Linked DNA regions of Mus musculus: all the other regions are linked to region 6. The links are chromatin contacts, called in public promoter capture Hi-C maps. All regions are on one chromosome and are shown on one strand. The core of a region is the stretch at or near the end of the contact, and the rest is flanking DNA. Distances in the headings are between cores, read along the strand shown.

Region 1 (3,563 bases), core at 572-3,071, 790 kb before region 6:
TAAACACGCTGTAAGATGCAAAACTATTTACGTTTTTGATTTGTACTTTTTTTTTGGTTTTTGGTTTGTTGTTTTTTTGAGGTTTTTGAGACAGGGTTTCTCTGTGTAGCCCTGGCTGTCCTGGAACTCACTCTATAGATCAGGCTGGCCTCGAACTCAGAAATCTGCCTGCCCCTGGCGTGTGCCACCACGCCCGGCTGATTTGTACTTTAAATGGCCTCTCTGATCTGGGTGATTGGTCTCTCACATCAAAAATTTGACTTCTCAAAAAAAAAAAAAAAATTGAATGTCTCAGGGAAGAGAGATGTATTATTTTTTAAATCCGGTAAAATATATTTCTTAAAATTAATAGATGAACCATACTATTAATGCTTAGAAAGATACATTTGCACAATGTAAAGCTTCAAATCCATGAAGCCTGTCTGTCAAGCTATTATACCAAATTTCCAAGGCTTTATTCGTTTAATTTGGCGTTGATGTAGGCCATTAGTAATGAACAACAAAAGTTCTCAGAGAGGGACATTTAATTATCTTAAAGATAAAGTTAGAGATCAGGTGAAGTGGGAGGGCTGGGGCCCACATGTCCCTGTGGCCTGAGTTATTGTCCATTTATTCTCTCATTTAATCCTCACACCACTCTCTGGAGCCTGTCTCTTTCTAGCCTCTCCTCTTGGTAGATAAGGAAATTAGTCCAACAACACAAAGAAACACAGCCGATACCTCCCCTCCCCCGCCCAGGCTGGTCCAGTTCCGAGAGCCACAATGTGAGAACCTTTTTGGTAGAAGTAAGAAATATTAAATATTGAAAACCATCGAATTCACGATGAGAGGTTAAGCCGACATCTGTCTGTCTCTATGGACACAGACCAGTGGCTTTAGCCTAGTGTGTTCCTGCCACAACCTTTACAGCAAGGGGGTAATCTTTTATTTTCTTTTTCTTTTTTTTAAATGTTTATTAGATTTATTTATTCTGATCTTTTATTTTCTGACAACGTCTCTGCCCCCGCCCAGTTCTTCTTTCTCTTACATACCCATTATGTTAATAAACTATCTTATAAAATGTCACTACTCTGTCACTTTAAGCCAGGCCCCGGTCCAGAGAGCCAATGTTACCAACATTTCTCCTTCGGTCTTCACGGATGTATGTGTATAAGTGTGTCATTTGTTTTGTGTGACTTTTAGAAACAGGAACCGCGCCATGCTGTATTTTCTGTTTGACTTGTCTGTCCTTTTCCTCTCTGTGCCCTGTGGAGCTCCTTTTAAACGTTTCTGCCTCTTCCTCCCAGCTGATGCGGCTAGCATCAGAACCTTTCCCTTGTTTTCACTCAGCTCTTGAAATGACTTCATGGCACAAGCCAACATCTAACTGGGTTTGTATTCACGGGGCGGGTTGAAACAGGCACACGCGTTATGGCTGACTGGAGTGTTACTAACAACACAGAGGAACTAGAGAAGCAGGCGGCCCATAGCAGCACGGTAAGCGCAGAGACCCAGCGCAGGCGCGCTGTGTTCTCACCGTTTATCGTTAGCCCCCTGCCTCCGGGTGGTTAACCCCCACTCTCCAGTCCTTTATTCCTTACACCTGAGGTATTAGTGGCCGACTCACAAAGGCGATGTTGTAAACACGAAGTGAGGTAGCCCAGGGAACGAATCGCAAACCTGGTGTACTGAGCGCTTTCACTTCTGGGATGGTCTTTCAGAGGAAGCACGTCACTGTGGCTCGAGGGAGGGTGGTTAAGGAATGGAGCTATGGGTGTGGTTGGTAGCCTGGAAAGTCCCGGAGGATGGACACGGGGATGCACAGCTGTGACCCAAACCCTTGGGAGACTGAAGAAGCCAGTCTGTCCCACACCGGGAGACTCTGTCCAAAACAAAACAGAAACAACAGTAACAAAACTGGAGAATGCCAGCCGGGAAGACTGTTGATTAGCGGTGTTTCTTGTGTGAGTGAGCTTTGTCACATATAAAATAGGGTGATAGCCAGGGCTATACAGAAAAACCAAAAAAAAAAAAAAAAAGGGTGATAGTGACATCTGGTCTTTTCCAAGTGCAGCCCCCTTTAACCCTCACAGCCGCACCTGTGACGCGGCCTGAGTTTCTTTCTTTCTTTTTTTAATTTATATATTTTATTTATATGAGTACACTGTAGCTGTCTTCAGAAACACCAGGTCCCTTTACAGATGGTTGTGAGCCACCATGTGGTTGCTGGGATTTGAAATCAGGTCCTCTGGAAGAGCAGTCAGTGCTCTCAACCGCTGAGCCATCTCTCCAGCCCCGCAGCCTGAGTTTCTAAATGAGATAATCTATGACTGGAAAGCACTTAGGGTATTTTTGGAGTAAATGATGTTGCGTTATTGTACTGTGCCGATGGTGTGGCCTAAACTTGGCATGAGCTCACATTCGCTGTCTCTTTAATGCTTTTCTTAGTTGCTTTATTTCTTTTGAGACCTTCAAGGATGGGGGTGGGGGTGGGGGTGGGAGCTGTCTTTGAACTCCTGAACCTCCTGCTTCTGCCTCCTGAGTGCTGGGATTACCATCGTGTGCCAGAGCATCTAGCTAATACTCATGAACTCCATGGATATCTGCTGCATGTCTAAAGCCTCGACGTATGTGTGGAAAATATGAAGTGCAAAACAGATCTTGTCCCCAAAAGCGCTTATGATTTTTAAATCGAGGTTCTTTAAAATATGAGGTAACATATTTTGGGAACTTCGAACCCCGAGATTAAAAGCTTTGCTAATGCCCACTGTAGGGGTAGCTGCCATCAACCAACACAAGGCAGAATTATGAATATTCACAATTTGTGAATATTAATATTTTTTTCAAATATTATGAAAAATTTTATCAACTTTTTTTTTTAAACTTACAAACGTAAAGATAAGCCGGTGACATCTGCTTATTTGTTCTAGCTGAGCCTCGAATGTGAAAGGGAGCCTTTGAAGGGTCTCCAGGAGGGCTAACCAGGCTGGTCTCAGGGCTGTCTGAGGGCTGGGGCAGCTGCGGGCAGCCAGTCTCCTGCTGTGTAGCTCTCACAGAAGCACACAAATATTCCATTGTTCTAAACACAATACAAGCGGATACTTAGCGGGCAGATGAAATTTAGTAGGAACCAAAACACACACGAGCAATGAGCAGTACTAGACATGAAACAAGCCTGATTTGGGGGCAGTTTCCAACAAATAAGCCTGTGTTGTTTCTAAAATGTCCGCCTATCCCTCCTGGCTCAGAGAGCTTTCTCTAACCCACAGAACCTGATTTTAGGGTGTGTGTGTGTGAACTCATCCCAACCAGTCCCAAACTGAAATTCCAATTCCACAAGAAGACAACTTCAGCTGTCAAGAGCTGAAGCCACATGTGACTTCTGGTCTGAAAATCAGTCAGACAGCAGATGGGCCAAGTGTTTGTGGAATGTGACAAGGCTCGAGGCCTGAGCCAAGCCCCTTCGCCTTAATTCCAGGCTTAGCTCAGAGAAGAGCAGTTTGGAATGCTTTTCTTTTAAAGGGACAACGTTAAAATATCCTTTTGGTTTTGTGTGTTATTTATGGACTTGAGGCATTAGGGAT
Region 2 (3,761 bases), core at 772-3,271, 740 kb before region 6:
AGTTCCTGCTAACTTTAAGGCAACTTGCTTGGGAGAGGTTCTCTCTCTCTCTCTCTCTTCCCACTTTCCCATTTCCCCTTTCCCCTTCCCTCTTCCCTCTCCAGTACTCTCTTTCTCCCATCTCCCCTTCTCTCTCTCTCTGCTTGGAAGAGTCTTCTTTATGGAAGGAGCTCCAAGTAAGGGCTAGGGATTTTTCTCTTTGACTTACAGGAAAACAGAGACACAGCTGGCAGGACACAGGTAAAACAATATTCTAGGAAAGAGAGCTAAGAAGCCCTCTCCGGTTTGGAGGAGCTCAAGAGAAAAGTAGACTAGCTCTGTAGATTGACTCAGAAAGAAATTTATTTTTTTAAAAAGAGATTTATTTATCTAAGTACACTGTAGCTAAAAGAGGTTTATTTATTATTATATCTAAGTACACTGTAGCGGTCTTCAGGCAGCACCAGAAGAGGGCATTAGATCTCATTACAGGTAGTTGAGAGACACCATGTGGCTGCAGGGATTTGAACTCAGGACCTCTAGGAAGATCAGTCAGTGCTCTTAACCACTGAGCCATCTCTCCAGCCCCAGAAAGAAATTTCTAAAGAGCTAGCAGTTTAGTTGTGGAATCAGGCTTGTAAATAGATATTTTGTATGTAGTTAAGAAAAAAAAGAAAAGAAAAGAAAGTTGCCTTGCTGAGCTAGCAGGTCTTTACCATAGTTTAAGCCTCTGGTACTTTATTGGTATAAAGATTAGATAATTTAATCAGTTACAGTTGGTTCTCTCCTTACACTGGATAGGTCCTGGGAGTCAAACTCCCAAGTTCCTCGGGCTTGGTGGCAAATGACCTTACCACTGAGCCATCTTGTCTGCCTGTATTGTACCACTTTTCACAGCCATCCCTGGCATTCTAGTCTTTTCTATTTGAAACAAAGTAGCCTGGATCAAATTTGCCAGTCTTGTCCCCTGCCTGCTGAAATACAGGTATGCATCATCACATTCAAATAAGGGCGGCTTTTTAATTTGTGTGTGTGTGTGTGTGTGTGTGTGTGTGTGTGTGTGTGAGAGAGAGAGAGAGAGAGAGAGAGAGAGAGAGAGATTCTGTGTACGTGCATAGGCCAGAGGTCAATATGTTCCGTCTTCCTCTATGACTCTCCACCTTTTTTTTTTTTTTTTTTTTTTTTTTTTTTGAGACAAGGTTCCTCACTGAACTCTGATACTGCAAGAGCAGCTGGCCTGTGAGCTCCAGGCTCTTCCTGTCTCTCTCTCCTTAGTATGAAGAGGACAAGCAAGCACACCACTCCAGTTCCTTAAACTTTCCCAGGGATCTGTCTATCTCCTCAGCAGGACTGAATGGCACTTCTGAGAAATCTGCTTTGCGGAGTTGTTCAGACAAGTCTGTCTAGTGCAGGGCAGTGGGGCAGGGAAGTCCAACGTCTCCCGCGGTGGAGACACTTGCCTGCTTTGTTTCCCGAACTCTCCTCTCCTCTTGACTGTAAAATGAGGAGAGGAGCCCCCGGGCTCTTGGGCCAGAGAGAATGTGGTACTACAGAGTGAACTCTGCATCCCACAGACGCAGAGAAAGGAATTAGTGTGGATCGCCTGGGTTTAGCTTGAGCACTGCAGCGGGGACCCATCTTGGGGGGCGGGGGGGAGTTACGAGTTCCTCTCATAATGGGCCGAATAATTTTGTGCCTCTTAAGGCTCTTAAGACTCGGAATGTTTGCTTAAAGAGGAGCTGAGGCAGACTCTGCCTTCGAAAATAAAAGGGCGCTCGGGATGCTCTGGCAAATATCCTCAGGACTTGGGGGAAGGGTGGGGAGAAGGGAGGAAGGAGGAGAGGGCTAGCCTTCTAGAAGGCGGGAGTAAAGAGTAAGGTGCTTAGGACCCATTGGAGGCAACTGAGACCTAGGTTAGGAAAGATTGCCTTCAGGGGCTGCAACCCTGGTGATGTTGTAACCGGCTTTGGCTTGAGCTAACTTCAGCTCCACCCCTCCCACTGTGCCGTCAAGTTGACTGGGCGTTTCCATCTTGGCCCCCTGAAGCTGTCGCAGTCACCACCCTGCCGGCAGCCCCGGGTCACCTCTCTGGCTCACTCTTCCGGGCTCCAAGGCCTGGGTGGGGCGACCGAGCCACAAGTGCGGCGGCGATCAGCTGTGAGTCCCCGGTGGCTGAGCCAGGCCGCCCCCCTCTCTACCTGGGACTTTCTTCCGGCCAGAGCTCCACAAAGATCTCGCTGTCCTCCAACTTCCAATCGCCTTCCCCACCTTCTTCCCCGCCCCACCTGGCCCTGGCGTGGACCCTGGGTGTCTCCTCCCCTTCCCACTTCCAGCTCCTTCTACGGAGTTTGATTTGAACTTTCGAACCCGCCAATCATCGGCTTCGCTGCGGCCCGGGGCGGGGTCCGGTGTCCGCCCTCCCGACGCGTGGCCCGGCCAGGGTATATAAGCCCTGTCCTGGAGGCGGACCTTACACAGCTTCTCCCCCGGACTCCTTGGTAGTCTGTTAGTGGGAGATCTTCGTCACCCTTTTTCACTTCCTCAGTTTTCGCGGACCACTTCAAGGACTAAATATGGTGAGTATGGCTTTGGGGTAGCGGCGAGGTCGTCTGAAGGGACCGCGGGAGCTGAGGGCTGCCCGGGAGACGATACCTGCAATAGCCCCACGACGGCCGCCTCCAGTTAGACTGGCTTCTGGCGTTTGGGGTGTGAGAGCCTAGTCCACTAAACTAGTGTCGCTTTGGGCTGGAGGGCTCGTCCCGATCCTCTGTCTCGATCCTCCTGGGAGAGCATCCCGTCTCGGCCGCCGGTCGCTCCCGGAAAGGCAGGGAACTTTCACAATGATCACGAGAGTTTGGAGAAACTCAAAGGTCTCCATTTTCCTCAAATGATGTCGCTCTCCCAGCTGGGATAGCCCAGAGGACCTCGTGCGCTCTGGACAGGACTGAGCAAATACTTCCGGGCACCGTCTCCACGCCCTGTGACTCGCTGCTGAGTCACCTGTGGCCAGTCCCCGGCCCTTCCAGCTGCAGCTGTGCACCTGAGAAGGCGAGCTCCTCCGTAGGAGGGAATAATTGGCGTCAGATCCCCTAAGCCAGCCTAGTTTTTAGTGTTACTTCAACGGCATATTTATATTTAGCCCAGTTAAGAAAAAATGTCCGTAAAAAATTTTTTTTTCAATTTAAAGCTAGAGTAAACTACCAACAGCGGGTTTTTTTCTCTCCCTTCCCCTCTCCCCCCCCTCTCTCTCTCTCCTTCCTTCCTTCCTTCCTTCCTTCCTTCCTTCCTTCCTTCCTTCCTTCGATAAAGGGTTTCTTTGTAGCTCTGGCTGTAATAGAACTCACCCTGTAGACCAGGATGGTCTGGAACTCAGAGCTCTGCCTGCCTCTGCTACCTGAGCTGAGATGAAAGGCAAACCACTTGGCTTGCACTTTGGTTTTTGAGTGTCTTATGCTCATGCCAGTCTTGAAATCATTATGTGGCCAAACATGACCTTCAACTAAAACCAAGATCCTTCTGTCTCCACTACCCAAGAGCTAGGGTTATTCACCTGGTTAACAATGTATTAGTTCAGTTTTCAAGAAAAAAATGGGTGAGGCTATCAAACCCTGGGCTCTGGAGGCAGCGGCAGGAGTATCTTCTGAGTTCTGGTCAGCCAGCACAATGAGACCCGGTCTCAAAAGCAAACAAAGTTACCAGGAACTCAGCCCGGCTTGGAGGAGAGTGGCTAGTTCTCTAGACTTTGGAGGCTGAGACAGGGAGGGGGATTGCTCATCATGAGT
Region 3 (3,651 bases), core at 210-2,709, 830 kb after region 6:
ATCCTCCGGCTGCAGTTTCACACCTGGCTGCTGGGGTTACAGCTGTGCATCAACAGTTTTACTTTTCTTAGTTGCCAAATAGTTAGTGCCTCTAGGAAGAAACAGAAACCAGCGTGTCTTCTCTGTTTCTCTCTCTCTGGCTTTACCTGATCTGATTTTTTTTTTTTTGTTTTTTTCCGAGTTTGTTTGTCTTGCTCCTTCCAGGACAGGTGGGGCTTTGTCTGAGTGCGGCTCTCGCACACTGATTTTTTTTTATTGAAGTACCATAGAAGGAATGAATGTGATTCTGCTTTACATATGTAAAGAGGCCCCCGAGTCACAGAAATATCCTGCTCACAAACTTCAATCAAAACGGAATACACGCCCAGCATGCCGGTTTGCAGTGTTGACTGTCGTAGATTACCAAAGCGACGGGTATATATGCATGGAACTGGGGGCCCCGCCTTCTATTTTGTGAGCAAGGAATGCCAGGGAGCCAACAGGCTACAGTCTCTGTGTCTGCTAGGAGCTTCCTGTCTTTGGCCTAGGGAAGCTTTTGAGCAGGCTTTCATTTTCTCCTGCCCAGCTGCAGCGACTACTCTGTAAAGGTTTCAGGCTTCCCACCCAAGCCCGAGGAGGCGATCTTAGCGCTGAAGTGGCTTAGAAGCCACTCTGGAGATCCCTCAGCCTTGCCAGGTGCAAATGTCCCGGGAGGAGATAGTGGGCCCGTTTTATGACATTATTAATACTAATACTGTCATTAAATATTTATGAAGTGCTCACGCTCTGATCGACGGTGACCCTCCCACCATTCCCCCATCCTTCCAGTGACAGCGAGGTCTCTGCCCCCCAGAGTCCCACCAGCCCTTTCTCCGGAGTAGCGGTGACAGGTCGCCAGGGAACCCAAGCGTCCCGGGATCCAGGACTCTACGTGCCTCTCCCCGACACCCCGCCCCCCACCAGGGCAGGGCGTCCACCCAAGCGGCCGCCCCTCCTCGAGTGTCCGCGGGGACCGGAGACCAGGGTGCGGCCCGGGGTCTGCGGCCCCAGGTGGGCAGAGCGCGGCCCTCGACTCCCAGAGCTCCAGCCTCCGGGGCCGCAGCCCGCCGCCCCGGCCCCGCGCCTTTTTCTCTCTTTATCATAAATATATAAATTATGCTAATTACGGGCATTGCATATTAACCAAATTCGAAACCTCCCCTGCCCGGCCCCCTCCCCCTCCGTGCAAAGCCCTCCCCGCCCCGGACCCCGCTACTCACCGGAGCCCGAAGCCCAGCCTCCCGCTCCCCGGCTGCCCAGCGGCCACCGGCTAGACACTCATCCCCCAGCCCGGGCCAGGGGGCCGCGGCCGGGGCGGCCGCCCGCAGACAAAGAAGCCGGAGCGGCTCGGCCCGGCTCGCTCGGCCCGGAGCCACTCGGGACCCGCCGCCCCCTGAGCCCCCCGCCGGGGCTGGCAGAGCGGAGCGGCGGTGGGTTGCGGGCCACGCACGGGCCGGGACGCCGGGGGCGGGGGCGGCCAGGTGCAGTCCCCTCCTCGCCCCCTCCTCCCTCCCCCCCTTTCCCTCCTTCTGCTACTTGGATTTTTTTAGCTGCTGCGTCATGAGCATAATTTATGCAAAGCGCTTTGCCGCATGCTGCACCTCCCGCGCCAGCCGCCGGGGGCGGCGGTCAGGAAAAGGAGGGGGGGTCTGGGAAGCTGCGAGCTGCGCGTGGGGGTGGGTAGGAACCCCAGGCCTCGCGGGGACTGGGACCCAGGGCCTGTGGGGCCGCTTGACTCAGCCCCCTTGGAGAGCAGGACTGGAGTCTCGATAGGGGACCCCGTGTCGCCTTCCCTTCAGCCGAGGATTGAGCAGTGACAACCGTGACTCTCTGGTGGTCAACTGCCCTTCTCAACGGCCAACCTCAAGTTCACGTCTGTCCTCTAGGCCGTAAAGGAGAGGGAACTCGGACGTCACTAAGGCTCAGGGTCTCCGGAGCAGCTGTGCACATCCCAGAGGGACCAGGGTCCCGGACGCTCTGCTGAGCTAGCTCGCTTTCCCACCTTCAGGAGGGGCGGGGTCCCACCTGCAGCCTGCGGGCTAGTCAAGCAGCACACGAAGGTGTGAAAAGAAAGGCAAAGTTTGACGCGATGGAGAAAAACAAGCCACTGTTTTGGGGACCGTGATGGTGGGGAGGGTTTGTTATATCTACTGACTTTTGAAGGTAGAGGGAGACTCAGAGGCCGATTAGGGGCCAGGGGAACGAAGGTTTGGGACATAATGGACAAAAGAAGGAAGACCAGGAGAGCGAGAAAGAATGAAGGGAGTCACCAGAGAAGAGCGTTATCAACGCAGCCAAGTGGATTCCCAACAGTGTTTCCCTCTTCGCCCTCACCCCACACCCGTGCTTCCGTGGTCTAGGATGATCTCGGTAGGCCGTGCAGAAGCAGCAATAGGAGAAATGATGAACTGTAGAGCCCTTGCCAGACAGTCCCTTAAACGTCTCCAGTGGAAGCACACACTCAGGAGGAGAGGGGAGCAGCATCGGCTGGGTTTGACCAACAGGTACACTCCAGGCTGCCTGCATCATGCTGGCTACTGGTGCCGCAGAGCTGGGCTGTCCGCTGTTTTCCTGGGGCCATGGAGGAGGCACTGCGGGTGAGACTAACTAAAGGGTCAAGAACCAGAAAGCTTGGGGTTTTATCCCAGCGCGTCCATCCATTTGCGGTCTAGGCAAACGATACAGTTTAGTTTTACAAACAGAGGTAGCCTGAGCCGGGCACCGTCCCACCTGTAGGACCGGCTGCTGGAGAGGCAGCAAACCGAATGAACCTGTGAATTAGGATGCAGCCTGAACAACAAAGTCTCTCTCTCTCTCTCTCTCTCTCTCTCTCTCTCTCTCTCTCACACACACACACACACACACACACACACACACACACCACACAGAGATACATTCCCCCAGACACCCTACACAGCCCCACATATGCTCAGAGACACACCCCACACATTCCCCACGAGCGTACACACACGCAAACACATGCACACCCGCTCATCCTCGAACACACACACATTCACACATATAGGCACACACACAACACATACTGTTAGTGTACTGTCTAAGCTCCACTCCACAGTTATCTGGCAACTGCCAGGTAGGCCTGACCCACTATAAAAGGGGCTGCTTGCCCCCTCCTGCTCTCTTGCTCCTCTCTTGCCCTCTTGCTCCCACTCTCTCCCCATTCCCTTCCTCCCCTCTCCATGTGCTCATAGCCAGCCTCTGCTACACCATCTCCAGTAGGATCTGTGTGATAAGTTCCACACATTGAGGCGATTGACCTCAAGAGGGGGAGGGGAGGCCTCCTGGAATCGGTTGTGGAACTCTTCCCTGGAGCTGTAGTTCTCATGGCAATCTGTCTGTTTTGTTTTCTCTTATTCCTTTTCTTATTTACACGTTCCTGGTAACCTAGGCCAAGTTCTTTTTTTTTTTTTTTTTTGGCTTTTGGTTTGGTTTTTGGCCCTGGCTGTCCTGGAACTCACTCTGTAGACCAGGTTGATCTGGAACTCAGAAATCTGACTGCCTCTGCCTCCCAAGTGCTGGGATTAAAGGCGTGCACTGCCACGCCCCTCTTAGGCCAAGATTTTAAGTGAGAATAATGGGTAAGAAACCATCCCTATAGATGGGGTCACTAAC
Region 4 (3,811 bases), core at 192-2,691, 990 kb after region 6:
ATTAAAGGTGTGTGCCACCACTGCGAGGCTATTTTTTTTTTTTTCTAATGTGCATTGGTGTTCTGCCTGCATCTATGTCTGTGTGCTACATTTATTTCTTGCACCTGAGGAGCTCAGAAGAGATGAAAAAATTCCCTGGGACTGGCATTCTGGATGGTTATGAGCCTCCATGGAGGACCCGGAACCCAACCCAGGTCCTCTAGAACAGCAACAAGTTCCCTTAGCTGCTGAGCTGTCTCTCCAGCACTCTCTGACAGAATCTCCCACCAAGTCTGCAGCTCATCATGGATTGGTTGAGACTGAGGCTGGCTGGCAAGCTCCGGGGACTCTGCCGTCTCTACCTTCCCCAGCACTGAGATCACAAGCTTTTGCCTCCAGACCCAGTTTTCCTAGGTGCTGCGGATTGAACTCTGCTCCTCACACTTATATGGTAAGAACTTTTTAGACCGAGCCATTTCCCCAGCTCCAGAGACATTAAGGCCCAATCTTGTTTCTTATTTTGATTACAGTGTGTACTGATGATATGTGGAGATTGAAAAAAAATATTTTTGTGTGAGATAAGGTCTAACCAGGAAGTCTAGGCAGGCTTGAACTTGCTGCTATCCTGCCTCAGCCTCCTGAGGGCTAGATGAGCCTGCACCACCATAAGGGTTGAACTTTGACATGTACTGGGTCATGCTCCTTTCTGCAGTTTTGGCAGAGGCTGAGATTGATTGCCACGATCCCTTTCCCCTCAATGGCTTGGACTCACCTCCACTCTCAGGAGACAGAAGACAAAGGCCCCTTTCTTTCTCTCAAGCTACGGATGGTTAACCTACTCTGTTTCCTTTTAAACTCAGATCAAGTCGAATGCCTTACTCCTCACTTTCCAACCTCGCCTCAGATCGGTTAGTTCCGCTGCTGAACAATAATTCGTCTTACAGTATGTCTTTTGGACACGTTGAAATCACCCTCAGCTCAACCCCCACTGTCTGCTGTCAGTCTTAGACTGGGGAGACCCGAGTCTCAGCCTCTTTGACTGCTTCCTGTCTGCTGCTCTCTAACGCTCTTCAATCTGGCCACTAACTCAAGGGTTAAAAGTAATTTTAGAAGGCTCTCTCTTCTCATTACTTCCTCCTGCCATCTTGGTTTCGGAGGGAAATTTTCTATTAATTTAAAACCCATCTTCCGAGGAATAAAATCAGAACAGGTAAACCTGACACTTTCCCAAGAGTCAGGTGCAGCTGCAAACAGAGGCAGGGATTTTCAGTTCCTAGCAAGCAGTAGGAAGGACCTCGGAGCCCGGAGGCCCCCTAAGGGGGGAGGCGGTTTCTAAGGCAACCGGCGCGGGGAGGGGGTTGGCTCTCTGGCGCCCTCCTCCCTTCTTCCTGGTAGCCCAGGGTACCGCCGGACAGCGTCCTCCCGTGCTCCGCGCGCTGATTGGCTGCTCGGGGCGCCCTCTGATTGGCTGCTGCGGGCGCCTCGCGGGCTGATGGCTATGAAGGTGGCGCCGGTTGATGGTTGACCGATCCTTGGATCCAGGGTAGGGGTCGCTGCGCGTGCGATCGTCTCACACTGGACTACAGGGCGCGGACTGCTGCAGCTCAACCTGGAACCTACCGGCGAGACCAGGCTCCGCCCGGCCATGCCCGCCGGGAGCAACGAGCCGGACGGCGTCCTCAGCTATCAGGTGGGCCCCGCCTCCCGCTCCTCCCCGGCTCAGCCTCGGTGTTCTGCCCACCGCCCCGCTCCTGCCCCAGCCGGGGTTCCAGGCGTGTCCCCGAGGGCAGGGGGGAGGCCCGCACGGGACGCCAGGGGGCGCTCCGGGTGGCCGGGGAGGGTGACCTTGGGCCGAGCCCGGAGCCGCCGGCACTGCAGCATCCCCTGCGTCGCCGGCTGCCCGGTGTCCCGGAGCAGTGACCTCTGTCCGCGGGTCCCGGTTGGCGGCCCACACCGGCTTCTGGCCTTGCCTAGTTATGCTGTAGGTGGACGAGAGGGAATCCAGGGACCTTGCGCGGGTCTTTGTGTTTTGACTCTGTTTCCTCAGTGACTCAGAGGAAACCTTGCAAAGACCGGGAGGCTGGGAACAGCCCTGAGAATGTAGCCGGCTTTGTGGATCCCTCCGTGCTGCCCAGACAGCTGACAAGTTCTGGGTATGGATGCACATGAACCAGGGGAGCCGTGAGGTGTCAACAGCGCCGACACCACCAGCCTTACCTAGAACAACAGGGGCGGCTAATGTTAGGAAGCATTGGACTAGGTGTGAAGGGTCAGTGGGTACAGGTTCCAACCTGCTTCTCATAGGCTTCGCGATCTGAGTAAGCTACCTGTCTCTTGGAACCTCGGTTTCCCCATCTATTAAAATGGAAATATGTGTACGGTTTACTTCACAAGGCTGTTTTAAGGACTCCGTGAAACACAGTTTATTGTGTGATATCCAGTGAGTAGTAGCTTTTTGAATTCTCACACCGGCTTTCTTGTGAAACCCGATCAGGTGTGGTTACTGCTGTGCCAAGAGGGTTTGAAGGAGGGAAGGGAGCTGAGCCGGAGACTAGTACCGAAGCAGGAAGGGTGGCGGGTCTTGGAAGCAAATGCCATGTTGACATCAGGAGTGGGTTCTGGGAGGAGGCATGGAGAACTTCCTGCATGTGGTGAATGAAGTGGGCATGACACACCCTGCCCCTCTTCCCGGCAAGTAGCCTTTGCTTGCCAGTCACAAAAATAGATCTAAGATCTTGGAAAACCTTTCCCCATCTGATCTTATGACATGCTATGTTATAGTCAACCTTTGTTTGGGAGACAGTGAGCAAAAATAGGCCATGCTCTTGCCTCTTCCAGCTGGTAGAAAAGGAGAATTAGCGTTTTTGTTTGTTTGGTTGGTTGGTTTTTTTGCCTTTGGCGGTTCTGGGGATGGACTGCCTTCTACTTGCTATGCAAAGGCTCTACCACTGAGCCATACCCTGGCTAGAAGTAAGAATTGTGTGTGGATGCCTGTGTGTGTGTGTGTGTGTGTGCCCGAGCACTCATGTGGTGGCTGGCCAGAGTTTGATATCTGGTATTCACCTTATTTATTCATACATGTTCTTACACTGAACATCAGCTGGCCATGAGCCCTTGGGATCAGCCTATGGTGAGGTCCTCTCACCCGCCCCGAATGCTGGTATGCTTTAACACGGGTCCTGGGAGTCTGGATTCAGGTCTTCATGCCAGAACAAACACTCTACCTTCCCTGCTTCCCAAAGTCAACCAAACAAAACACTGTAGTCCTAGTCCTCCTGAGGCAGGAGGATTGTGTGTTTGAGGTCAGCATAGACTACATCATGAGACCCTGTTTCAAAAAAAAAAAAAAAAAAAAACAACCCAAAACCAAACAACAACAAAAACTACATAAAGGAAATGTGTCATCATAAACTCAGGTGCTTCGGCAGTGTCCCAGACAGCCCTGTGAGAGGGTACGTGACTCAGACCATGGGAGAGGTTTCTAATGAAGAAAATTTGGGCAAAGGTCTGAAGAGTGAACATCAGCTGAAGGAAAGGGGAGGTCGAAGAACTTGGAAACAGAACAGGAATTTCAGACGTCCTGTGGCAGATGTGGAGCAGGTTCTGGAAGGACAGTGTGGTGCAGCCACAGGAGCCACGGGGGAATGAATGTAAGGTGTGTTCTGGGTTAGTAACATAGGGAGACACCGTGGCCCCTGCTGAAGAAGCTGGTGTTTACCCGAGGACCAAGAGTTGTCACTGGTGAGGGGGCTTGAGACAGAAGATGGGGTCCCGATCAGGCTAGGGTGTGTGTGAGGAGATCTGTCTATAACCTGCAGAATGTGTGCTGGCT
Region 5 (3,520 bases), core at 265-2,764, 940 kb before region 6:
GAGAGAGAGAGACTTCCAACTTGGTTTTAGCCACCTTTTCTTACACTATCATCAAAATCTAGTTTCAACACTACTGAGCCATGGGCTGAACTCTGCTCCTAGGCTCACTGTAATTTCTCCTTCCTTTAGTCAGGTGTCTGTATCCTAAGGACACCTTTAATCCCAGCACTTGAAGGCAGAGGCAGGCGGATTTCTGAGTTCTGAGGCCAGCCTGGTCTACAGAGTGAGTTCCAGGACAGCTGCCAGGGCTACCCAGAGAAACCCTGTCTCAGGGGAGGGGAAAAAAAAAAAGCCCTAAGGACAGTACTTACTACAGTCTACCTTAACTAACAGCCTTCCCGGTACCTCTCATCTCTGTCTCTCTGTACTCCAGTATATATAAAGCAAAGGGCTAAATTCGTAAATATAGAGAAAAGTTGCTTTAGAACTATATACTCACAGTTCACTTATAATGTAAATAATACATTTACAAGTTAGAAACGTGTTGTTTTAAATTTAATGTAATCAAACTACTTTTGCTGAGAATGCTTTCTCTGTAGAAAAACAAAATCCTTGGTTAGAGGACCACCTGCATACCATTTTACCACTTTATCCTTCCTTCTTTATAAACTAAGTTACACTATTCCTCTGCACACAAAGGGGCGGGGGGGGGGGGAGGGGGAGAGAATTTACTCCAGGCCAAGTAACTGACTCAAAGAAAACGCAATTCTAAGAAGAGCGAACCTGCAAGTATTACATGGATATATGGTGGGGGAAGACAAACCCCAAGCTGCCCTCAGAAGATACTCGGTTAAAAACTACGGAGCAGGAAGTCGATGGGAGGGCCTTCGGAGTGGCAGAGAAAGCTCCTGCGAATGAGGTCGGTCAAACAAGTAAGTAGCAGATAAACCTACCGCATCTGTAAAGAGCCGAGCCGACGGTGCTCGCCAAGAACGAGCTGTCAACACGCATGCACAGCGTCACTGATCAGGACACGACCTAAACTTGTCCAGGGGACACAGTGGCCTCCTGGATTCCTTCCTTCGCGGAAAATTCAATTCTCGGGCTTAGTAAAGGAATGGAACCTCGCAGGATGCCAACAATTGCTTAAGCAATCGCACAAACGGGGTCCTGGAGCTCCCTGCAAGCCGGGCTCGCTCACCTAATACGCGGGATCACAACCCCGCTCTCATGCAAACTTCGGAAAGGACTTGAGGCACTCATGGGCAGGGGGCTCCAAGCTCACAACCCGCTCCCTATCTCTCAGGGTACCGCGGACCCCTGGCGGGCGGGCGGGCGGGCGGGCACGGGTGTGGCCCAGACCTAGGAGAGGCGCCCACCCGAGCAGAGGAAGGGGAGTCCCGGACTCCAGCGCCAAGCCGGGCCGGCCTTCCCCGGCTCCTAGCGGGGGGTCTCCGGCTCCACAGCGCCCCCCGCCGCCCTCCTGCGCCACTCACCGACTCCATTGCTAGCGCCCGCCAGTTCCTCAGCTTGGAAAGCTCCCTGGCGCCAGACCCCGCCCCACATCCGGTGCCGCGCACCACTTCCGCCTACGTCAGACCCCAGCCGCAGGGCGGAAGGCGGGGAACCCACCCTTCCGGCGGTGGCTGAGCCTGGTTTATTGGGTAACCTTCCTCTCCCAGCTCTCCAGGACCTTAAGATCTGGCCAACGGCGAGGGTCATGGGACAGAGGCACTTGTATTTAAAATGTTCTTTTTTTATTTATCGTTTAAAAACAAACTTTGAAGAAGCAAAATCCAAAACTTGCCCTTTGCCTCTCGCAACATAAATTATGTACAGTTCAGAATGATCGCTGATACAAAACATGCCAAGGACAGGGGCGCTGGGGGTGGAGGAAGAGAGAGCGCTTTAAAAAAGGGAACCATTTCATCCGTTGTCACGAAGGACCAACCTTGCTGTACAGGATACACACAACACAAAAGAAAGTTCTTCACGGGTTCACACTTGTCAGCGATTTATTTTTTTTTAAAGGGGGAGGGTCCTGGAGGTGAAGGTAGAAGGTAAAAAGGGAGAAACTGAAAATTGAGTGCAAGTGTAAACCAACCCAAAATACAAACACAGGGGGCGGGGTTGGGGGTGGGATTCTGATGCAATTATACAGGCAGGGTACTTTAAAAAAAAAAAAAAAACCAACAACAACCAAAATTCCAACCTTGTAGCGTGGGTCTGAGTTATAGTTTATATAAAAATTAAAAACTGTATAAGGTTTCTTCACTAAATTCTACAGGACTATCGGATACCTAGCATATGCTTACAAAGTCTGCCCCTTCTCCTTTCCCAGTTCTAGGGCCCAAACCCCAACCAGAGCCTGACTCACAGGAGACCATCTCCCCCACCTAATGCCTAGACCGTTCAGCTCTGTGGCTTTGGGGACAGCAAGCCCAGGTTCCCACTGTCTAGTCTAATTACAATGGTTTCCGTGGGAGTGTGGGGGAGTTGTTATTCTCAAACATTTGCAGCTTGAAACAGTTGAGGAAGCAGCTTTAAAAAAAAAAAAAAGAAAAGAAAAGAAAAAAAAAAGGCCAGAAAAAAAAAAAAAAAAAAAAAAAAAACCCAAAAATCTCCCTACCCCCATCAATCCACAATCCCCCAAATTTAAAACAAAACAAAAACCTAAAATCACAACAGCAACCGCCCTACCCCTCCAGCAGGCCTGCCCATTTGCCACCATCCAGCCCATCTCTACAATCCAGATAATCTGATTCTTGAAAATAGTAATTACAAAATGCCCTCTGCCCACAGCCCCTAGGAGAGAACTGCATAGAAGCGTCATTTCATCCCCTCGCTCCACCAGAGAGGGGTCTGAGGCCTCACACACCCTCTACCCTACCGCTACCCGCAGGAAGAGGTTCGTCTGCAGCACAAGCTTGGGGGGGGAAAGGAAGGGAAAGGAAGATAAGGGCACCATCACCCTCTGGCTCCCCCTGGGGCCAGCTCACTTTGTGCGTTATAACATAGTCCAACTATACAACCCGGGTAAGAATCACCCAGCTTCTCTCTATACCCCCACCTTACAGCAGTCACAGCCAGGGGGTGGGGAGGGGGGGGGAGGAAAGGGCGGTAGGTTGGGTAATGGAGGGGGCCCCCCCACAAGGGGAGCTCCATGTGTCCGCCCCACACCCCCCTACCATTTATAAACTGGTTTTGTAAAAAGAAAATAGATATATTTATATAGAATATATAAAGCACAAAAATTAGTAGTTTTACATTTGCTCTCCCCGGGGGTAGGGGGAGAGGGGAGGGCTCTCACCTCCGGCCGGCTCCCCCATGCCCCACAAGACTATGTACAATCCCATGTATAAATAGATAAATACCCCCCACCCTCCCCGCGCTGACACTAAGCTCCCCACCCCCACATCACCACCCATTCCCACCAGACCAGCAGCAGTTTGGTGACTGAGGGCAAGTGAGAGCTCTGGACCACACCCGGCCTCACTGGGTATGGGCACGCCGCTCAGGGATAGCCCTCACCCTACCCCCCACACCCCGTCCAGGGGCTGGAGGGCAGATGGGCTCGGGA
Region 6 (3,356 bases), core at 199-2,698:
ATTACTAAATACAGATTAGTGACTAGCTGGATATAAGAAAAAAAACCCTTGTAGACAAATCAAAGAAGTAATCCAAAACAGATACTTCTGAGTAATGGATTATTTTGTCTAACCACATCTCCACACTAGAAAAGGAATTCTGGCATCAGTGTCGTGTTTGTTCTAGATAAGGTTTTTACAGAAGGCGTCTCTGCCTACGAGGAAAGTACTTCCTTGGAGTTTGAGTAAGCTTTATCAAAAACACAGCTATGATTGATCCTCATTACAGATCGCATCAGATCCTTGAAGAACAGTGTCTTTTTGGCAGCAGATAAGACTAGCCCTTTGAAGAACGGGGTGGGGGTGGGGTGGGGGGGATCTTCTGCCCAGAGCATGTAGCTGGGCAAAGTATGTTGTGAATACTACCACCTTAGAAGCTGGTTCACAAAGCTGTTTCCAATAAAGTCTCAGGCTCCATCGCCTTCAAAATGACCACTTCTCCCATCTCAGGCTTCCAAGGCCCGTTCAGCAGTTCCTCTTGACACCTTCCCCAAATGTTGGAAGCCTCAGGCTTCACCACACCCTATCCTAGCCAGACGTCTGCTGTCATACTAACACGTTCACGCGCTAACAAATCAGGGCTTGGGGCCTAACTGATCCTGTTGTTTCAAACCCCAGAAGTAAAGTAACTTTAGCAAACATTACATCTCATGCATCCACCTACGTCGCTCGGAAGCTCTGGCGCTTGCACTGAACCCACAAGCTTCCAGGACCCCAGCTAATTCTGGTTCTCCCAGGCCCTTCCCGTTCCTCTCGCCGGGCACTGCGGGAGCACGACTCACTCTTGGGTTCCTGGAGATTGGGAGGCAGCCTTCGAGAGCTCCATGCGACTCTGTGATCTGCACTTCTGAGGCCCAGCACTCCCCTCGATTCTCTCTCACTCGCCCACACCCTAGACTCGCGCGGTCTGCGCGCACGCAGGCTCCAGGGGCGCGTCGCCGGGCTCCGAGCATCCCCGCCGCGGCCCGGGCTCCCCGGCTCCCCCGCCCCGCCGCCTCGGCTTCCGGCCCTCGGTCTCCGGCCCAGGCGTCCCGCCCCTACCCCCCGCCATCCCCGGCCCCGCGCAGCAACGCTCACCGCTCAAACAGCATCCTCACGGAGAAGATGCACACTGCCAGCGGGAACACCGACAGCACGTGCTGGGCGCGCGGGTAGCCGTAGCCGTCGCCCGGGCCCTCCAGGTCCGCCCAGCTCACGTTCTGAGGCAGCCAGAAGCTCTCGCTCCACAGCCAACCCCACAGGAGGCCCAGGGTTTCCGCTGCTGCAGTCGCCATCTTACGCGCGCCCGGCGGCCACTGCCGCCACAGCCTCGGAGGCAGTCAAGGCAAAAGGAACCCGCTGGGAGGCGGCCCCGAGGCGGGGCCCGGCCTACGGCCACCCTCTTCCGTCCCTGGGTCCTCCCAGCCGCCCAGCCCGCCTCTCCCGCAAGGATGGCCTCCTCCCCGCCCATCCCGCCTTCCCGCCCACTTCTCCGTCGCAGCAGCCCAGGCCCCTCATGTGGGTCCCGGCCTCGCCCCGCGTGCCCATTTCTTCTTGGCCACGCCCACCTGTCCTGGTCACGCCCCTCACCTGCAGCCCGAGCCACGCCCAGTTTCTTTCAGCAGGTTCGACATCACCATGGTCACACCCCTACCTCAGGCTAGTTTCTCCCTTTTGGAAACACTCTTCCTAGTCCAGCAGATTCAAGTTCTTTCTGGCTCCCGGCCCGGCTATACGTTCCTGATCATCACTTACAGTCCCGGTGTCCCAGCCAGCCGGCTGTGCTGTTCATCCTAGTTGATTCCTCCTCCTCCTCCTCCTCCCCCTCCTCCTCCTCCTCCTCCTCCTCCTCCTCCTCATACTCCTCCTCCTACTCCTCCTTCTCCTTTTTTGCACTTCCTTGATCTCCACCCCCCTCCTTGGCTTTAGGCCTTAAAAGTTACCTTCACTTTTTCTCAGAGAAAACACAAGGCTTTGAAATATCTTTACATTAAAAGCCTGTAATTCCAGCCTCCACTGTAATCCCACTTGGGGCTCAGGGTCGTTCTCTGCAAGTTCAGGGCCAAAATGAACTTCATGAGACCTCCCCATCCCACCCCCATTCCCTTTTGAGTGTCTGTGGGAGGTAGTGTTTCACAGCTGACGGCTCCGCACTTGGGTGACCAAAGGGAGAGAATTGTCCCTTCCTTTTAAGACCAGTTTGCATACAGTACAGGACAAAAGGTTCCTCCTCTCCCCTCTTGAGGCAGAAGGTAATGGGGGGAAAAAAAAGCAACAAGGCAAAAGGAAAATAAATGACCGCTAGTTTTAATGACATCTGTCATGTAGCAGTTTATGAAGGAATAAACTGAAGTCCAAAGAGGCAGAATAGTTTGCCCAAAGTCATATAGACCAACAGCTGTAATTAGAAAATAATTAGAGGGGCTGGTGAGATGTCTCAGTGGGTAAGAGCACCCGACTGCTCTTCCGAAGGTCTGGAGTTCAAATCCCAGCAACCACATGGTGGCTCACAACCATCTGTAATGAGATCTGACTCCCTCTTCTGTAGTGTCTGAAGATAGCTACAGTATACTTAGATATAATAAATAAATAAATCTTAAAAAAAAAAGAAAGAAAATACTTAGACTCCAGAACTCTCATTTCCTTATCTTACAAACCACCTCAACTTTATTTTTTTATTTATTTATTGTTTCCAGCCCGCTTGGGCCCAGATCGCTTTGGCCTATTTATTTATTATATGTAAGTACACTGTAGCTATCTTCAGACACCCCCAGAAGAGGGGATCAGATCTCATTACAGATAGTTGTGAGCCACCATGTGGTTGCTGGGATTTGAACTCATGACCTCTGGAAGAATAGTCAGGGCTCTTATCTGCTGAGCCATCTCTCCAGCCCCCCACCTCAACTTTAAATGGTCAGAGCAAACCTTGAACTCTTGTAAATCTACCTAAACAAGGAAACAAACCAGAGACCAGGCAGTTTTCAGAGGACTAAACTGTCCTTCAATTGCCAGAGAGCCCTGAACATTGGTTAAAACTTAGCTACAAGGCTAATAGCCAGGAACTAACTGGGGACAGCGGTGATGGTAATCTCAACTTACGGTCTGAGGACAACAGATAAAGGAACTTCACAACTAGTAGGGTATGTTTAAAGTGTGAGGTGAGGGCCAGTCATGAAAGAGCCACCCAGTGAGGACACTCAAAAGTGTTCCTCACCTGAGTGCTTCTCAGACGTTAGCCTTATCCCATGCCGCATATGGAGAGTGTTAGGAGCTTTCTGGGCCCAACCAGAGATGCTCTGAACAGAACCCATGGGAGTGGACTTAATTGACTTTTCTGT
Region 7 (3,702 bases), core at 653-3,152, 700 kb after region 6:
AGTGCGATTACTTATTTCAATTTAGGAATTCTATAAAATCATGATCAGGAATTATGAAATCATCAATTCGGGTCTGCACAGCATTACCACATGTTCATATCGATCCTGATCAATAGTGTGGGCTGATGCCCAGGAATCACTGGGCTATGTAACAGCGACAGGAAAGGCATCTCAGCAGCAAGAAGCAATCCTGGGCTGAAGTCTCTGAGGACCCTGCATCTCAGAGAGCACCCATTGCAGGCCATGAAAAACCGTGGGCCATCTCCAGGAAACTCACTTGCTTCTGACACACAGGCACAAGCATAAGCAAAACGCTCACACACTGAAGCAGATCCAGTTCCACATAGGGAAATAGAGATTTTTCTTTAATAAACTCCCAGGCGATGCCTGTCACTTCATCTCCTTGCATCTTTACTATGGAAAGCCGTGGGCATTCTCACTTTAAAAGCCTCGAATCAGTGAATAGATTCCCAGTGTCTATAAGGCCTCTCAATTGTTCTGACTCCGACAACTAGAGTTTCAGTTCTTCTCCAGGTCAACTCATCTGTGTGCGTACACATTGTTCCAGCCCGAACCCAGCCGGCTCAGCATTGGCCACCACCTCTGCAGCTGTATATTTCCTGTTTGTTTTTTTTTTTCCATTTTTTATTAGGTATTTCGCTCATTTACATTTGCAATGCTATACCAAAAGTCCCCCATAGCCACCCACCCCCTCTCCCCTACCCACCCACTCCCCTTTTATGGCCCTGGCGTTCCCCTGTACTGGGGCATATAAAGTTTGCGTGTCCAATGGGCCTCTCTTTCCAGTGATGGCCGACTAGGCCATCTTTTGATGCATATGCAGCTAGAGTCAAGAGCTCCGGTCCTGTTTGTTTTTAAATGTTTATCTTTGTGCATGTATGTGAGCATTCGTGTGTGGTTCGTCCGAGTGGATGTATAATGAATGCCACACGTCAGTCAGAAGACAACCTGAGATGTCTGTCCTGTCTGCCACTTTGGGAAAGGGTCTTTTCTCAGTCTCTTTTCCCTGCAGGGCGTTCCAGACAAGCTGGCCTCCGAGATTCTGGACATTTTCCTATTTCTACCTCTCACCTTCCCCACTGCAGTGCTGGGATTATAAATGTACGCACTGTGGGCTGGACAGAGAGAGACAGACAGAGACTGAGCTTGTGTGCACACACACTCGTTACCTGTATGTCAGTGGAAGGGGAATGGAAGAAGAAATACTCAGCAGCTATGTGAGGAAATGAATCCGTAGAATCCGTATCACATTTTTTCTTTTTGTAGTTTGTGTACATGTTTGCGCATGCCTGGTGTTGGATATGCACATATCTTTTTTTTTTTTTTTTGGACAGGGTCCCCTCTAACCCTGTAACTTGCTAACTTGGCTAGACTGGCTGGCTAGCAAGTGCCAGGGCTCCTCCTGCCTGGGTCTCAGCTCTAAAGAAGCTCCGGGTTCCCCTGCACAGAGGCCAGGACGTGGGTGTGTTGGGGGTGGGGTGGGGAGGCGGTCATAGGCACAGACCACCGTGCCCAGCTTTTGGCGTTAGAGTCAGGGATTGAACTCAGGTCCTTAAGCTTACTCAGCACTTTACCCAGGACGACCTCCCCCCCCCCGCCCCCCCCCCCACACCCTGGACTACACAAAATGCCCTCCCTTTAGTTTGTTCTCCCAGGCAGTGCCTTTCCATTTCTGTTAGAAAACCGTCTGTGACTGCGCTCGTGTCTCCTGGGAGTTCTATTAGCGAGCCGGAGACACCGTAGTTGAGGGACTTAGAAGCTACCTGAGAACCGAGAGAACCCATCTTTTGGTCATTTTCTATCCTACCTACCTACCTCCTCTTGCAGAGAACAGCTTTGCAACTGTTCAAACCACCAGCCCTCCAAACACGGAGATGTTCTACAGACGTGGGAGCTTTTGCAAACATGCAAACATTTCATCCTTCGATCTTCACAGAATTCTGCAACACAGGTACAACCCACATGAAGTTCACCGAAGTGACCTGTCCAAGGTCCCCCACACTAAACCTGACTGCAGACGCATGGCTTCAGCGTGCTTCACGTCCGTTAAAATGCCTATGGACACAAGAGGGCCGTCGACTCTCGCGGACAGCTGGACGCCTAGAAACCCTTCCGAGTTTCAAGTAGTCATTTCTCCAAAAAATATCCACCGCGCACCTACTCCGTGACAAGGGCGCGTGAGGACCAGAAAGCGAGGGTTGGAAAGGGGTTCTACACCTGCCGCCAGATTGATGGAGGGCGGAGCCCTGCCGGCCGCCGCCACTAGAGGGCGCAGCGCCACCCCGCGCCGCCGCCATCGGGGCCACGACCCCGGGCTCCCACAGAGGTCAAGGGCAGCGCCCGCGGCCCCGAGCCCCCAGGGACCGACGAGGGCACTGGGTTCCTCAAGGAGACGCCGTCCTCGGCTCACGATAGCGACCTCAGGCTGGGCCGGCGCTCGCTCCCTCGGGGAGGCTCGCTTCCGGTCCTGCGCGCGGAAGCGTCGCCGCGTCCAATCCGGGTCCCCGCCCGGGCTCGCCCGGGGGGCGCGGGGCGGCTCGCAGCCGCCTGTCGGCGTGGAGGGGCGGCGCGTGCGTGCTGCGGGGCGCACTCTGACCCGGAGACGACCTCTCTCCGCGCTCCCTCCCCTGCTGTGAAGATGGCGCTGTCCAGGGTGTGCTGGGCTCGGGCTGCTCTGTGGGGTTCGACTGTCGCCCCTGGACCCTTTGTCACCCGGAGGCTGCAGCTGGGCCGCTCTGGCCCTGCGTGGCGAGCCCCTCGGTGAGGGCCCTGGAGAAAGAAGAGCATTTTTGATGTAGAAGCCCTTCCAGCGGCTCAGCCTCCGCCTCTCGGGATCCCCTGCCTTGGGCCCTGGGTTTTGCTTTTCCATGCAGGATTCCCACCGAACGCCCGTCCCTGTCCCTCTCCGTACTCCGTGTCCACCCGATTGTCCCCGCACATCCTGAGCTCATCTTTCAGCTTCCCCTTCCCATCTCTCCATGGCTTCAGCTTGCATTCTCCTGGCCCCGCAGGCTTTGCGCACGCTCCACGCTCACACCTTTCTGCATGATCTGCCCCTCTCATACCAACCCTAACCCTGAGCTTGGGTTTTCAGAAGAGTTCTGGCAATCGCTCTCAGAAACCGTATGTTTACCGAGGGGTCCTACGTACCGAATGGCTTCTACTCCTTCGCAGATAGTCTCTTTGGTCTTCGTTGTAGGTCTTCAAAGCTTCACCTTTCTCCGAAGGCGGACGTGAAGAACTTGATTTCTTACGTGGTGACCAAGACAAGAGCGATTAACGGATCGTACCATCGTTTCTTGGGGCGTCATTTCCCCCGCTTCTATGCCTTATACACAACCTTCATGAAAGGTAAACGCTAACATTGAGAAGCCCGAATCTGCTCTTCTGCGTTAGTCACAGTCAGTGAGATTGCAATGTGCCGGGTCCGCTGCTGCGCTGTGAGTTGGGATGTCTTCTCTTCCGTCAGGGTTTGAGCATGAATTCTTACAAATTGTCACTGCCACCTCTTAAATATCCAGATGGATGTTATGGTAGACAAATCCTGACATCACTCGAGAGAGAGCAGAAGATGTAAATATATTCTCATTTCCTTAGAAATTCCTTGTCCTGCTCAGTGCAGACCAGACCCAGGGATTGTTATCATAAGGAAACCAGATTAAATGCTTTGTTTTAAACTCC

The links. Promoter capture Hi-C pulls out the DNA fragments that hold promoters and counts their contacts. Capture Hi-C pulls out chosen DNA fragments and counts their contacts.
Region 1: a contact with region 6 is called in a promoter capture Hi-C map of liver, with 5 times the contacts expected there. The contact joins the promoter of 4930578M01Rik here to the promoter of Cers5 in region 6. A contact is called at or near these places in 2 of 39 promoter capture datasets (hippocampal neurons and liver).
Region 2: a contact with region 6 is called in a promoter capture Hi-C map of liver, with 4 times the contacts expected there. The contact joins the promoter of Tuba1c here to the promoter of Cers5 in region 6. A contact is called at or near these places in 2 of 39 promoter capture datasets (hippocampal neurons and liver) and 2 of 115 datasets of contacts at active chromatin or transcription factors (memory CD8 T cells and microglia).
Region 3: a contact with region 6 is called in a promoter capture Hi-C map of pre-B cells, with 4 times the contacts expected there. The contact joins the promoter of Pou6f1 here to the promoter of Cers5 in region 6. A contact is called at or near these places in 1 of 39 promoter capture datasets (pre-B cells) and 1 of 115 datasets of contacts at active chromatin or transcription factors (microglia).
Region 4: a promoter capture Hi-C map of pre-B cells shows a contact between it and region 6, with 3 times the contacts expected there. The contact joins the promoter of Slc4a8 here to the promoter of Cers5 in region 6. A contact is called at or near these places in 4 of 39 promoter capture datasets (the C10 cell line, hippocampal neurons, pre-B cells and 1 more).
Region 5: a contact with region 6 is called in a promoter capture Hi-C map of liver, with 2.9 times the contacts expected there. The contact joins the promoter of Prkag1 here to the promoter of Cers5 in region 6. A contact is called at or near these places in 2 of 39 promoter capture datasets (both in liver).
Region 7: a promoter capture Hi-C map of liver shows a contact between it and region 6, with 3 times the contacts expected there. The contact joins the promoter of 5330439K02Rik here to the promoter of Cers5 in region 6. A contact is called at or near these places in 2 of 39 promoter capture datasets (frontonasal cranial neural crest and pre-B cells) and 1 of 9 other capture datasets (liver).

Annotation. Positions count from the first base shown.
Region 1 is chr15:98,984,144-98,987,706 of GRCm38.p6, forward strand. It overlaps 4930578M01Rik (RIKEN cDNA 4930578M01 gene), which reads left to right and starts at 1,822. Exons shown (of 4, transcript NR_045991.1): 1 at 1,822-1,943.
Region 2 is chr15:99,027,870-99,031,630 of GRCm38.p6, forward strand. It overlaps Tuba1c (tubulin, alpha 1C), which reads left to right and starts at 2,022. Exons shown (of 4, transcript NM_009448.4): 1 at 2,022-2,555. The coding sequence starts at 2,553.
Region 3 is chr15:100,598,525-100,602,175 of GRCm38.p6, forward strand. Pou6f1 (POU domain, class 6, transcription factor 1) reads right to left here and starts at 1,460. Exons shown (of 11, transcript NM_001304965.1): 1 at 1,239-1,460.
Region 4 is chr15:100,760,306-100,764,116 of GRCm38.p6, forward strand. Slc4a8 (solute carrier family 4 (anion exchanger), member 8) reads left to right here and starts at 1,442. Exons shown (of 25, transcript NM_021530.2): 1 at 1,442-1,669. The coding sequence starts at 1,625. It overlaps Gm52175 (a long non-coding RNA gene), which reads right to left. Exons shown (of 3, transcript XR_003951485.1): 3 at 2,384-2,621.
Region 5 is chr15:98,829,994-98,833,513 of GRCm38.p6, forward strand. It overlaps Prkag1 (protein kinase, AMP-activated, gamma 1 non-catalytic subunit), which reads right to left and starts at 1,515. Exons shown (of 12, transcript NM_016781.2): 1 at 1,437-1,515. The coding sequence starts at 1,445. Kmt2d (lysine (K)-specific methyltransferase 2D) reads right to left here. Exons shown (of 55, transcript NM_001033276.3): 55 at 1,676-3,520.
Region 6 is chr15:99,771,067-99,774,422 of GRCm38.p6, forward strand. It overlaps Cers5 (ceramide synthase 5), which reads right to left and starts at 1,449. Exons shown (of 10, transcript NM_028015.2): 1 at 1,117-1,449. The coding sequence starts at 1,313.
Region 7 is chr15:100,466,465-100,470,166 of GRCm38.p6, forward strand. 5330439K02Rik (a long non-coding RNA gene) reads right to left here and starts at 1,903. Exons shown (of 3, transcript XR_001781773.2): 1 at 1,837-1,903. Letmd1 (LETM1 domain containing 1) reads left to right here and starts at 2,547. Exons shown (of 9, transcript NM_134093.3): 1 at 2,547-2,781; 2 at 3,221-3,372. The coding sequence starts at 2,660.